Linked DNA regions of Zea mays: region 1 is linked to region 2. Evidence: chromatin contacts called from public Hi-C data. All regions are on one chromosome and are shown on one strand. The core of a region is the stretch at or near the end of the contact, and the rest is flanking DNA. Distances in the headings are between cores, read along the strand shown. Region 1 has its middle 29 kb from the start of LOC103652944. Region 2 holds the start of LOC100304257.

What was found. A called contact is a pair of places that touch in the nucleus more often than the background predicts.
Region 1: a Hi-C map of ear shows a contact between it and region 2, with 1.8 times the contacts expected there. The contact joins the enhancer-like site here to the promoter of LOC100304257 in region 2. A contact is called at or near these places in 2 of 25 Hi-C or Micro-C datasets (ear and leaf).

Annotation. Positions count from the first base shown.
Region 1 is chr4:23,465,438-23,472,063 of Zm-B73-REFERENCE-NAM-5.0, reverse strand. No RefSeq gene overlaps it. Among protein-coding and RNA genes, the nearest start is that of LOC103652944, 29 kb to the right of the region's middle. Within about 2 kb of position 4,308, at least 9 of the 20 cell types and tissues checked have an H3K27ac peak or open chromatin away from gene starts, as enhancers often do. A contact at or near this core is called in ear and leaf, where this site is marked.
Region 2 is chr4:23,364,462-23,371,201 of Zm-B73-REFERENCE-NAM-5.0, reverse strand. It overlaps LOC100304257, which reads left to right and starts at 2,002. Exons shown (of 8, transcript NM_001165700.1): 1 at 2,002-2,429; 2 at 3,547-3,709; 3 at 4,002-4,202; 4 at 4,641-4,883; 5 at 5,354-5,501; 6 at 5,629-5,694. The coding sequence starts at 2,060. LOC100192602 (mtN3-like protein) reads left to right here. Exons shown (of 6, transcript NM_001137817.1): 6 at 1-399. The coding sequence ends at 114.

The sequences.
Region 1 (6,626 bases), core at 3,059-5,558, 99 kb before region 2:
TACGCTCCCGAGGTACCCTAGGACATTTTCGAGACCAACGGGAACGATCTTGTAATGGAATCCCACCAGAGGGAGGCATCGAGCCCTCGGACCCCGTCAAAAGGGGACCGGGTCCGGCAAATCACCCGCAGGTACTTTTGGAGCGTGCCTCCGGGCCACTAGCCGACCCCTAACGAATGGGGCACGGGCGTCCACTCGGATTACCCGTTAGCAACTCACTGGAGACACCATGTTCGGCGCCCTCCGAGGGCAACATGGCGCTTTCCCCCCTCCTCCTTGCGGAAAGGCGACGCAGAGGCGTATGTAAAAAAGTCGAGTCTGTCCTTGACCGTCCTCTCGCTCTGTGCAGAGGCTCGGGGGCTGCTCTCGCAAACCCGGCTCCGGTCAAACCGTTGACAGCATCAACATACCAGCCCGAGAACTTGGGACTCGACTATGCACCCGGGCTACGGCCAGTTCGCATGAGGGAACAACCAGACCGGCCGAAGCATCACGAAACGCGCTAAGACCTCGAAGGAGTCAAATCACTCCTCCGAGGCCTCGGGGGCTACACCCGGCGGGTGCGCTCGCGCGCACCCACCAGAACGAAACGTAACCGAGAAAGGCCGGTCCCCTTGCAAAAAAGTGCGACAAAAGCCTCCAAGCGAGTATCACCACTCCCTTCGAGGCTCGGGGGCTACTGTCGGGGACCATAATTAGGGGTACCCCCAAGACTCCTAATCTCAGCTGGTAACCCCCATCAGCACAAAGCTGTAAAGGCTTGATGGGTGCGATTAAGTCAAGGCTCGGTCCACTCAAGGGACACGATCTCGCCTCGCCCGAGCCCAGCCTCGGGCAAGCGCAGCCGACCCCGGAGGATTCACGTCTCGCCTGAGGGCCCCCTCAAGCAACGGACACACCTTCGGCTCGCCCAAGGCCCAGTCTTCGCCGAGAAGCAACCTTGGCCAGATCGCCACACCGACCGACCGTATCGCAGGAGCATTTAATGCAGGGATGGCCTGACACCTTATCCTGACGCGCGCCCTTCAGTCGACAGAGCCGAAGTGACCGCAGTCACTTCGCCGCTCCACTGATCGGCCTGACAAGAAGATAGTGCCGCCTGCGTCACTCCGACTGCTGTGCCACTCGACAGAGTGAGGCTGACAGCAGCCAAGTCCGGCCTCGGGCGCCATAGGAAGCTCCGCCTCGCTCGACCCCAGGGCTCGGCCCCCGTCTCGGCCTCGGACGACGAACTCCGCCTCGCCTGACCCTAGGGCTCGGAATCAGCTCCGGAAGACGACGAACTCTGCCTCGCTCGACCCCAGGGCTCGGACTCAGCCTCGGCTCCGGAAGATGACGAACTCCGCCTCGCCCGACCCCAGGGCTCGGACTCAGCCTTGGCTCCGGAAGACGACGAATTCCGCCTCGCCCGACCCCGGGGCTCGGACTCAGCCTTGGCCTCAGACGATGGTCTCCGCCTCGCCCGACCCGGGGCTCGGACTCGACCTCGACCTCGGAAGACAGACTCGACCTCAACCTCGGAGGAGCCTCCGCCTCGCCCGACCCAGGGCTCGGACCGACCACGTCACAGGGGGGCCATCATTACCCTACCCCTAGCTAGCTCAGGCTACGGGGAACAAGACCGGCGTCCCATCTGGCTCGCCCCGGTAAACAAATAATGATGGCGCCCCGCGTGCTCCATGACGATGGTGGCTCTCAGCCCCTTACGGAAGCAAGGAGACGTCAGCAAGGACTCGACAGCCCCGGCAGCTGTCCTTCCGCAAGGCTCCAGCGCTCCTCCGACGGCCACGACATCACATGAACAGGGTGCCAAAACCTCTCCGGCTGCCACGACGGCATGTACTTAGGGCGCTAGTTCCTCTCTGCTAGACACGTTAGCACACTGCTACATCTCCTATTGTACACCTGGGCCCTCTCCTTGCGCCTATAAAAGGAAGGTCCAGGGCTCTCGTACTTGAAGGTTGGCCGCGCGGGAGAACGGGACGGCGCGTATAAGCCTCTCGCTCCCTCCCATGCGGACGCTTGTAACCCCCTACTGCAAGCGCACCCGACCTGGGCGCAGGACAACACGAAGGCCGCGGGTTTCCCCTTTTGCCTGTCTCCTTCTTTCCCCCCTTCGTGCTCCGTCTCGCGCCGACCCATCTGGGCTGGGACACGCGGCAACAATTTACTCGTCGGTCCAGGGACCCCCCCGGGGTCGAAACGCCGACATAATCATACTTCTCTAAAATCTTCAAGAAGTCATTATACGCATCCTTTTCCATTCTCAGTGAGTCGAAGACCACGACTTTACCATGCTTTGGAAAGATCATGATACAAATGTAGTGGTCACTATATAGACATAGACGAAAACACATGTTAAGATCACGATTGTCATAATTTGTAGTTCAAAACCATGTCGAGAACTTACTTAAAGTGGTGCGGAGCTATTATTAAGTCCTTACCATGTTGTACATGATTATACATGGCTCGTCCAATGTATGTCGCCATTACCTTCATTTTCTTTCTCTGATTTTGTTTGACGGCTTTCTCAAATTCATCATCATCCAAGTCTTTGTATTCTTCTCCATGTCTCCGAACAACTTCTTTGTAGCGAGCTTGGGATATCATCAACGGGTCAAGAAACCCTGTCTTAAGTTGTTTCTTCTTATCATCCATGTATTGCATCCTACGTGTAAAAAGTGTTAATCGTTAGACTCTCGTTTATGTGTGCGTGTACAAAACTAACAAATATGAAAGTTTAGAGGTACTTACAAGCAAAAGAGGGTTAAGTAGTTGGTTTCCATCCTTTGTCAGTGGTACAACGATCAGAGATCGTCAAAGAATAAATGCCGCACAGGATCTATATTATCTTTGCTCCAAAATGCATCTTCTGGCACAACAAATGTGAAGTCATCGAGTTTGTATTTGTTGCTAGCCACCATGTACCACTCATGCATTCTAATCTCCGGAGTCGACAACTTAGAAAGTTGCACCGTCGTCAAGAACGGCCTCCCATTCACAAAGTTATGAGGAACAACCTCCTTCTTGTATATCGGGATATTGATTTTAAGACGTAATGATTCTCGAGTATGAATCATTCCATATTCTTCCCATACTTGGAAATTGTCTATTTGGGACAGTGTGCGTACTCCACGAGATGCTGATTCCGCTTTTGATTGATTTATCATAACTCTCTGCAATTTTTGCAGGTAGCGTGTCACTGATTCTGACGGTTTCTTGACATTGTCAGTGACGATTCGCTGATGAATTTTCTTTGAAGTAGTTGGCCCTTCAACATTGGTGTCAACCTTTGCTTCCTTTTTGATGTTTGCGTCGACATTTTGAGGAACAATTTTGTCTACGTCCCCCTCGTCGAGTTCCTTCGCAAGAGGTGATATGATTGTTTCAACGATTTTTGTGGAGGTCGGTGCTATATTTTCCTGCACCATGGGGTATGGAATGATCGAACTATCTTTCTGTTGCATTGGTGTTGAATTCGGTGTTGGTGACTTATGACGCGATACACGGCTTAAGATCGGCTCATCACCCAACTTGATGTCGCGTCGATGCCAAAGGACCAACTCGTTCATTGCCTCCTGCAAGGTTATGATCCCCTCAACTGAAAAGTCTATCTCCCAATCTTCACAACCACTGTCTGTGATCTCTAGAACTTGGACCACAGCATAGTGTGGCGGGATATTTATGTGCTTGTGTTTTAGTATGTCAGTATGTAGAAGAAATTTTGTCGAAATTTCTAATTTTTATCTTAAAATTACTGTAATACTAACATATAAGCCTTTAAATAAACTCGGTTGAGGAGAGAAAGAACGTCCTCTCGGTTTTATATTAAGAAGGGACTGAAATATGCTTCTCCAAGAAAATCACCGCGAACCTGATCTCCTATCATTAGCGGGATGTTACTGTTCACTTTGCAATGGTCCAGCCAGAGGGTAGTACGTAGGACGTAACCTGGAACGGGCGGATCCGAAGCACAACGAGAGATTTTTTTAACTAAACCTAAAATTTGTCTCCAAATAAATCAAACTCAGGATGTGAAGGTGCTACTCAGAAACTTTAATTCGCGGGTAAACAGTTGTCGGGAAAAGTCTGCTCGCTCCGTCCTCCGAAGAGTACCATGAGAAAAACAAAGATAACACACGTGCGGAACAAAGAAGTTAGCAGGTTTTTTTTGGATAACTAATATTAGTAGATTCAGTGACTAGTGATTTTATTTGTTTAAGAATAGAAACTAGTGAACAGTTCCTGATGCAAAGCCACAAAGTTCAGTTGGGCCTCTGTTCGGCCGTGGGCAGCTTCGCTCGCGGGCCAAGCCTGGTGGGCCTTGCGGCTAAGCATCCCTGTCCTTTTACTTCAATTTTCCTTTTGATCAACTTTGTGCAGTTTTGTTAGTTCAATATAAAAAAATTAAAATGATGTCAAAAAATTACAAAATAAACTTTATTTGCACCAACACGAGTAAATAAGAAGTAGATGTGTCTAATCATGTTGTGTTTAATAAATAACTGTAGTAGCACAGGTTAAAGCTGGTCGGGTCTTAATTTCTTTTGGAGGGTAGTTACATGATGAATTAATAAATTTTTGAAACCAGATTTGTGATGCTACACAGAATTATAATCTCGAGGAGGAGAAAAATGATGTTATTTGGACATTTGATAAAAACAATAAATTCTAAGCCCAATCCTTACATAGTGCTCTAATTGATTCTAACTTTTCACTTTATTTTAACCAAAAGGCTCAAAAAGTTTTGAGTTGAAAAGAAGACATGCTCCTTTTTTTTTAGCTCGCTCAGTTGCTCGCGCTGTGGTGTACGTAACTTCGTATCATGTTGGGCTTGGATGTTTTCTCTCGGTCCATATAGGAGGTAACAAGCTGGTTGTTAGGCAAAATATGAGGGACAAAAACAGATCTACTCAACACACTTCGCGGATGACACAAAACATAAAATTCGTGTTTTAAAGGAATAGAGATTAGTTAAAGACTAATGCAGATTTTCTATTTTATAAATGTACTATAGAGTTACACGTTTGGGGCTCCAAAAGATTTGGGGGCCTATTCCTTCGAACACCCTGCACGCCCTCTCGCCCGGGCCGGGCCTGTGTGAATTGAGTGTATTCATTATGATTCAAACTTAATATGAAAATGTTCAAAAAAAATTGTGCCACCTAAACCTATAGGAAGACCATTTTGCCACAAGCTGGTGCAGGTAGCGAATGATGCATCACGTAGTCGAATTGTCTTTATGTTAGTCATAAGTCATAACATGTAAGAGGGTTTGGAAGCAAAATGTTTTTAGAGTTTTAAGTTAAAATCATAGTATCAGAGAATACTACTGCATTTTTTGCCTGTTTGTACCTTGTGAAAAACTCTGTTTTGAAATACTTTGCCTTTAAACATACCCTAAACAATTGTGTCGCCGACCTTTCATGTGGTGCCATGTCATGGCATATATAAGACCAAAATGCGCCAAATCACCTAATACCTCGTCCACCTTTTGTTCCAAGGTGCTAGCAGAAATAGCACCATCATATCATCAATCCATTAGGCAACAGGGATATGAAAATTTTTATTTTTCAAAAATAAACTACCTGGCTTGTAAATTGTAGTGTTGTGCAGTTCATTTCATAGAGTATATATCAAACATAAGAAGCATAAAAGAAAATATTTTTAACCAATACAAATAGGCACATCACTTTTTCACTATATAATGTTCAGTGTTTAATCCCTTTGGAAGTACAATTGCCATCCAACATATATTGTGTCTCAAATATGTTCAAGTAATATGAAAAAGTACTGTTCTGAGAATATATTATTAACATATGATGCATGCATGCATCACGGGACACTAACTATGAAGATAAGAGTGTCGTCTCAAGATATGACAGAAAAATTACATCATAAAAATGGTGTGGATAGATATCCTAAAATTTTGCAAGAAAACAGCCTAAAGGTAACCTTGCCCAACAAGATAATTTTGGTTGCAAAAGCTCATAGATCACAGATCTCCCGCGCACAATACTAGGACCCCAGTAGTACCTCTCATGTATGCTCTTTTTAGATTTTTTAGCTATTGGAGTGCACTTTTAATGCAGCGTTAGGGGTAATGGAGTGGGATCATAATTCAACTAGTTGCTATCAAATTGAAGACCTTTAATATGATAATTTGCTAAAATGATTGGAACATAGATATAAGATATATGAGACCCAAGGCAACTGGGACTATATCACAGGAACAATTAAATCTATCTTTTTTGCTCATCCTACAGCATCCTTAGACACAACAATTAAATACTCTCTCTGCTGTCCTATTATTTGTCGTTTACGACAATGACACGATCTCTAAAATATAGCTTTGACCATGTTTTTTGTTAAAATACCAATAAACTCTTAATACATCTCTACTTTTATAAAAGTACTTTTTAAGACAAATCAATGCTTTTAAATATTAGGTTTCAAAACTAAATAACAAAACAATTATTTGTAGTAATTTTTTTAAGTTTAACTCAAACCTCGTCCGATCGTCGGTTACTTAGACACAGTTTGGTTTAGAACCTTTTCTTCTACATGTATTAGAGAGACTTTGTTAAGGTAGTAGTATATATAGGTTCTGTTTGTTTTAGCTTTTT
Region 2 (6,740 bases), core at 753-3,252:
GCCGTGGCGGAGGATCTTGTCAAGGTCCACGACGGCCACCCGGAGGAAGCAGCCAAGGGCGCCGCCAAGCCGGCGGAGAACGGCGCGGGACGCAGCGACGCCGAGCAAGTCTAGATTCCTCGCTCGATCAGATCAGAATTCATGAAGAAGAACATGCGTATGTATGTGTATCCGGTAGGTCGTAACATAACATAAATTAAGTGCGCATGCAGTTTGGCAACTCATGTTGTTTCATTTCGTTCTCGCGCAATATGCGCATGTATTAATTTTAGATTGTCATTGTTGTAGTTCTTGCCTCCGATTATTATTAGTGTGTCCGTCACCTTCCATGTAATAACAAAAAAAATATATATAAATGGTCCTATTAAAGCAAAAGCTAAAGTTCGTTTTTATGCCAAAGTGCTTCGTCTGTCATTTGGAGCCGAGTCTCATTAATTATGTTATGTTGTATATCTAGTATATCACACGCGTAAGTTTCATTTTTTTTACCGTGTGCCTGATCATAAGACATCTGACACCTTTTTGAAACTTTTAAAAGATCTATGATTTGAAACCCTATGTGTGGACCTCCGTACACTTTCACAGTTTAGGGATGATAATGATTAGACCGGTCTAAGTGCAAGTTTTATTTCTATTTAATGAGTTGTCTCAAGAACCTTTTTGATGAAGTGAAAACGTTTTTTTAAAAAAGAGAACAAGTGAGTGTCATGGAGATCAAACTGTCTTAGCTAGCACAATTATTATCGACTATATATGGGTCATGGAATTATATATCTACAAATTCTAAAATGAAACTTTTCATTAAAAAAGAGTGTTTCGTTTATTTTTTCATTTTGTTATAGATAGCATGGCAGTTTTAAAAGATCATGCTAGAAAACTCTCTACTAGACAGCCTTATTAGGAGCAACGTCCCTTTTCGCCTTTTGTGCATTTCTTTCGGGCCAAAACTCCAAACTGCCGTGGGCTTTCCCAGGTTAGACAATGGGCCTGTTTGGTTCAGCTTTTTTCTGACCAGCTTTTCTGAAAATCTGGCTGTGAGGAGAATCTGGCTGTGGGGAGAATCTGAGTATCATTACGATTACGTGTGGAAGAAGATGAAGTTGTTCATAGGACTCAGGATCTACAAAGTGATGGATTCCTACTATTACAACGACTTAACCGATTATGTGTTTATATTGATTTTGGATGGTTTTTGTCCCAACGAATTTTATAGAAGCTGGCTGAAAAGCTGAGCGTTTGGCAGTCCGCAGCAGTTTTTAGTGGCCAGAAGCTGCTAGAATCCGAAACAAACAGGGCCATTATATGTCGCTCATCCACTCCAACCCTTAACTCCTTATACATTCAAACAAGTCTTTAGGACTAGTTTAGAAAATCAAATCATAATAAAATCCTTGTTATAGCATCCCCAAAAGCTTACCATAAGTCTCTTCTAAATAAAGTTTTTTGGAAAAAATACAAAAACGTATATCCAACAGTTCCCCTAAAACGTTCCAAACTTTTTTCATAGCTCTTAAAACTTCCTCATTTGTAGCTACAAATGAGAGGTTTTTTGGGCTCCCCAGAAACAATATGCCACTTTAAGGGATCTGTTGGAGAGAGAATTAAAATCTACCCTCACTAATTTTTTAGATGCCGGTTAAAACGGATTTTGAAGAGTCATTTTCTAGAGAGCTTTTTGTGATACTCTTATTACTCAGGGTAGCAATCCCAAAAATGCAGGGCTAGTTTAGAAACTTAAATCATTTCTAGGATTCCCGGATCAAAGAAAAAAATATATTTATATATTTACATTTTAAATGATATATTAAATAAAACTAAAATATGTATGTAACTATTTAAATTTAATGGTTATGACAGATACATACGCATAGCAATTTATTCCTCTCCTCTATATATTTTCAAAAACATAAAAAAGAAAAAAAATCAACACCGGACCAATGCGCGCTCGCTCCAGCACAGTATTGCGGCAGTATTGCAGTCCAGAACAGGGCACCGCCGCACCGGTGCTCGTTCCAGCCCAGGAGGCCAGTACCGCAGTCCCGCGCAGCCGGCCATTCCCATGCCGCCGGCACCCATGAGATGGCGGCGCGGGGGCCGCTCGTCATCGCGTCTCCTTCAGCGAGCCCTCCTCTTGGCCGCCTTCTCCGCTGCGGCCCTCATCCTCCTCGTACTCCAGCACCACCACGGTCCTAAACGCCCAAACCCTTCCGCCGCGTCCCACGCCCGCGACTCCTCAGACGAGCTCCTCGACGACTCGCCTCCCGCGGAGCGGGATCCGGATGCCAGTGACCCTGCGGTAGTTGTTGACAGGGCCACGTGCGCAACGGTGGAGATGATGGGGGAGGAGGCCGCTGGTGCTGGGCGGGGCTCTCCGGAGCAGGCCAGCCTGCGGGTCCGCGAGATGATCCGGCGCCACTTCGAGCTCCACGGTGCGTTCCGGTCACGAAGAGGATGTCTCCTCGATTTTGATCTCTGTTTTTATTCCCCTGTAAATGCTCCATGGTTTGTTAGCCATGCTATGTATATGTGAATTAGAATATTTTTTTGGACCAATATGTGGATTAGAATATGATCCATAAACCGGCTAGTTTGATGGCATACGCTATCAACACAGGGCTTATTTTGTTATAAGGGCTAATGACTATAGCTAACTATACATTAGCCCAAATTAGCTCTAGTGCATCCAAACATGAGGGCTAAATGGCTAATAGGCGAGCTAATTTGTTAGACAAGTGTTCAACTAATTGTTAGCCATCTAGATAGCTAACCTGGTCTATTTTGAGCTATTTTTTAGCCTAACTAGTAACTGGCTCTAGCTCATCCAAACACTCCATTTAGGAATGAATTGGGGACTAGCCTGAAAAGCGCCTGATAGGTTGGCAATTCACATTAGTTGATTGCCCCTTATGAACTTCTCAAGTTTTTATGTTGCTGGCGGTGGCAGAAATTGACATTGCTCGAAGTATGTTCTCATAACTACTTGCTGCCATCATTCGCCCCACTACATGTGGTTGTTTCTAGCAAATCACATTAGGATTGTGTATTTGTGTATTACAGAACCTTGAACCAAACTGAATTTTGGTACATATCCACTGTCATTCTTCTACATTATGCACCAGTATATCCATTTGTAACTGCAGTGTCTACATAGGTTCTTTATTACTCATTGGGCTTCCTGTCACAATATAGTGTTGCTGTGAACATCAACAACTAATAAACAGAACAATCAGTATATGATTTTTTTTATACAAAATTGAAAGTTGGCCGCCTATCTTCTACCACTGTTTATTGAATTGTTTGAAGCATTGGTTTACTTGATTCAACAAAATTTCTATTCACATGATACAAACTTGTTCAGGAGAGAGACACAAATTAAAAGCTATCATGTTTGTGGCCCATCACATGCTTACGAAGTGTAAATTAACATGTGCATCACATAGTTCAGTCATAAGTCAACTGTGATGTATCCAATAGATTTGCATGGAGAATTGCACTTTGTAGTTATGCACAGGAGCCCAACGTTTACATCTTCAATTAACTTGCCAGGAGCAGAAAGAGTGAGAATGCTTCCTGCCCATGAATTCTGCAAACAAGGATTTGTGTTGGGGAAAGCATCTGAAGCTGGATTTGGCAATGAAATGTACAAGATCTTAACAGCGGGAGCCTTGAGTGTCATGTTAAACCGATCTTTGATCATCGGGCAAACAAGGCATATGGATTTACACTCTGCTACTTTTCATGTGTATCTTTGATTTGACTATTATGCGATTGGTCGGAAGCATTGAGTTCTATGAATTTGCTTCTTTTCCTGTTGTTGTTGCCAAACATTCTTCAAACTTTATGTTGCTTATATATTGTTAATTTTTACAGGATGTTTAATTGTGAATTGTTGCGTATTATCATGGCTGTGAACCCCTGATAAATAGATTCTGTAGTTCAATAGCAGTGGTGATTAATATTCATTATCCACTTACAAATTTTTGTTCTTCTCTAACAAACAGGGGACTGTATCCTTTTGGGGAGTACATTTCTTATACCAACCAGTCATTCACTATTCATGAAATCAAACATTTGTGGAGGAAGCATCGCTGTGCTAGGACATATGGTAGAGATCTGAATATCAGAGTGGATATTTTTGAAAATCCAACTGAGACGAATGTTCTGTGTAGTGACTGGAATAGCTGGAAGGATTCAATTATCTGGTTAGTATTACAGTTACAGCCTAGAATAAGTTTTACGTTTTACAATATTTCTCTTGGCATGACCTGCATATGTTATTGATTGGAAGAAGGGCAGAAAATAATAATGGTGATAACTTTCCTAATTTACTCCAGAGGCACACTAGATGATGAAGATATCTGACACATCTTGCACTTACACAAGGCTTAGTGTTTAGAGAACAAGTTCGCGAAGGTTAAATTTTTATTTCTTAAGCCTTAGGTGACCACTAAGCAGTCATTTCTGTTAGTGTGCATTTCTTATGTAACTAATCATTTGTTGTAGTACATTTATTCTTTCTTGTTTATTCAGTTCTTTACACATTAGTAGTTCATTTGCTTTCTTTTCTTGAGCCCTTAGTTTTCATACAAAAGCCATGTGTAAAAAGCATGCTGAATGGTGCTACTTATTCACGATTCTAGGTTTGATGGCGCAACAGATGCAGTTGGGATTCAGTTCTTTCTGAAGAATGTTCATCCTAGAATGAAGGCTGCCGCGTCGGCTCTTTTTGGATTGCCAGACTCATTGTACGCCAGGCCTAATACATTTGGTGAACTTATGCGAGCTATTATATCTCCATCCAGCAAAGTCCAAGAAGCAGTTGACTGGGCTTTGAAGGGTGTGAATCCAGATATTGTTTTGCACATGCGCATGATGGCGAATAGGTATGGCGCACTATTTGTGGATGCTTGTGTAAATTGAAGTAATTATATAGATTGTCCCATCAGTTCAAAAAGGAAAACTGCAGTGTAGTAGAATATTGACATCATGCAATTTCACTTGCCTACTTATCTCGTTCATCAGTAGTCACTGAAAATGCTTCTTTGTAGCTGAAATTGTTAATGTAACCCAAGATAGCTTTGCATATTTCTTTTATTTCCGTAATATAATCTTCAAACTTAAGTTTGAAACAGTAATAGTCAATTTCAAATTTTCAATATTTACTCAATATCTTTCATTTTCAGAATGTCCACCACATGTATCATGCAAATAATCTGTTAGCAGCACTCAGTGTTGTGCAAAGGCGAGCTAAAGAGCTAATTAGTAATGAGGCGATAGTTGGCTAACACACCTACATTTTAGAATACATCATATGTTTTGAACAGTTGAAGGTTAACTCCTATTATTACTCTAGGCCAGTCCGAGCAAGAAAAGCTGCAGTTCTTTGTATCAAGAAAGCCCTACAGTTTAGCCATATTAAGGGTACAGCTCTGGTGGCCTTGGTCTCAGACACACCAGCATTTGTGAAGGAGATAAAGTCAGACATCAGTGAGTTTGCAGAGGTTAGCTGCTAGGTTGAATTGAATACTACAGGGTGAACTTAGCATTGTATTTCAAGCACTATGGAGACTGATTATGTATTTCTTGAAATATTAGGAAGTTGGATGTTGATTCTGCAATTGTTTTCAGGTACTTAATTTTGATTACAAATTGTTTGCCAAGACTTCTAGTCTGGAGATTGTTGGAAATGATAAGGTATTATTCACTTTTCACTCTCATCATCTCATGGCCCTTTCTTAGTTCTGACCCTTGTTGGAATCTGTCATGGGCATAATAGGGTGCGAGAGGCAACAACCAGGCTGGGATAAGGCTAGAGAATAAGATTGAGATGAGCTGGGATAAGGTTAGAGAATAAGATTGAAATGAGAGAATTGTGGAGAGTTGGTTAGCATCAGATAAGTCCAAGAAAGTAGGAGTTAGTTGAGAGTTTGTAGGAGAAGTTGGTTAGCCATAGGGCTATTTATAAGCCGCATGACAGCAGGGAATAAATCAAGCAAGATCATTATCAAACCAATCTCTCAATCTCTCTCTCTTGCAATGACCCTCTCAAGCGCCTAGAGCTGCTACCCTAGAACCAAGCCTGCGGCAGAGGGGTATAACCTCGCCGGAGAAGACAGCTATCCCTATGGACCGAAGGTCCATAACACCTGGTATCAGCTCCAGGTTATCCTCACCACCACCAGCCGCCCATCCCTCACCACCACCAGTCGCCGCGCCATCAGCCACCGCAACGCCCTCCCACCCGCCCTCTCCAACTCCAGATGCATTCACTCGGCTCGAAGAGAGTTTTGGCCGTCTCGAAGAGAAGTGGGATCAGTTCGTTGTGATGTTCCACCGCTACAAGGAGAAGACAGAGAAGGAACTCCAAGCAGCGGTGCGGCTTCAGGCGGCAGCGCGAGGGTTCCTGGCACGCCGCCAGGTACAGTCCCTTCGTGGGGAGAAGCACCTTGCTGTGGCCTCCAGGGCCACCCCATGGTCGTCATCACATGAGCAGGCCGTGGTGCGCCTGCAAGCCGCAGTGCGCGGCTTCCTTGTTAGGCGGGCGGTGCGGAAGCTGTACTTGCTGATCAGCTCATCGCTGCACCAACTCGCACCCTGCGTGCCCAACCACCAGGTCTCGTCTATACTTTTTGAACCCCCTGCAGAAGTCGAGATCTGGGTATGCAGCCCCCCTGCACGGCCAAAGAGGGTCGTCTCCTTCATTCGGGCAACTGCCTTGGTGCTGGACAAACCCAACATAA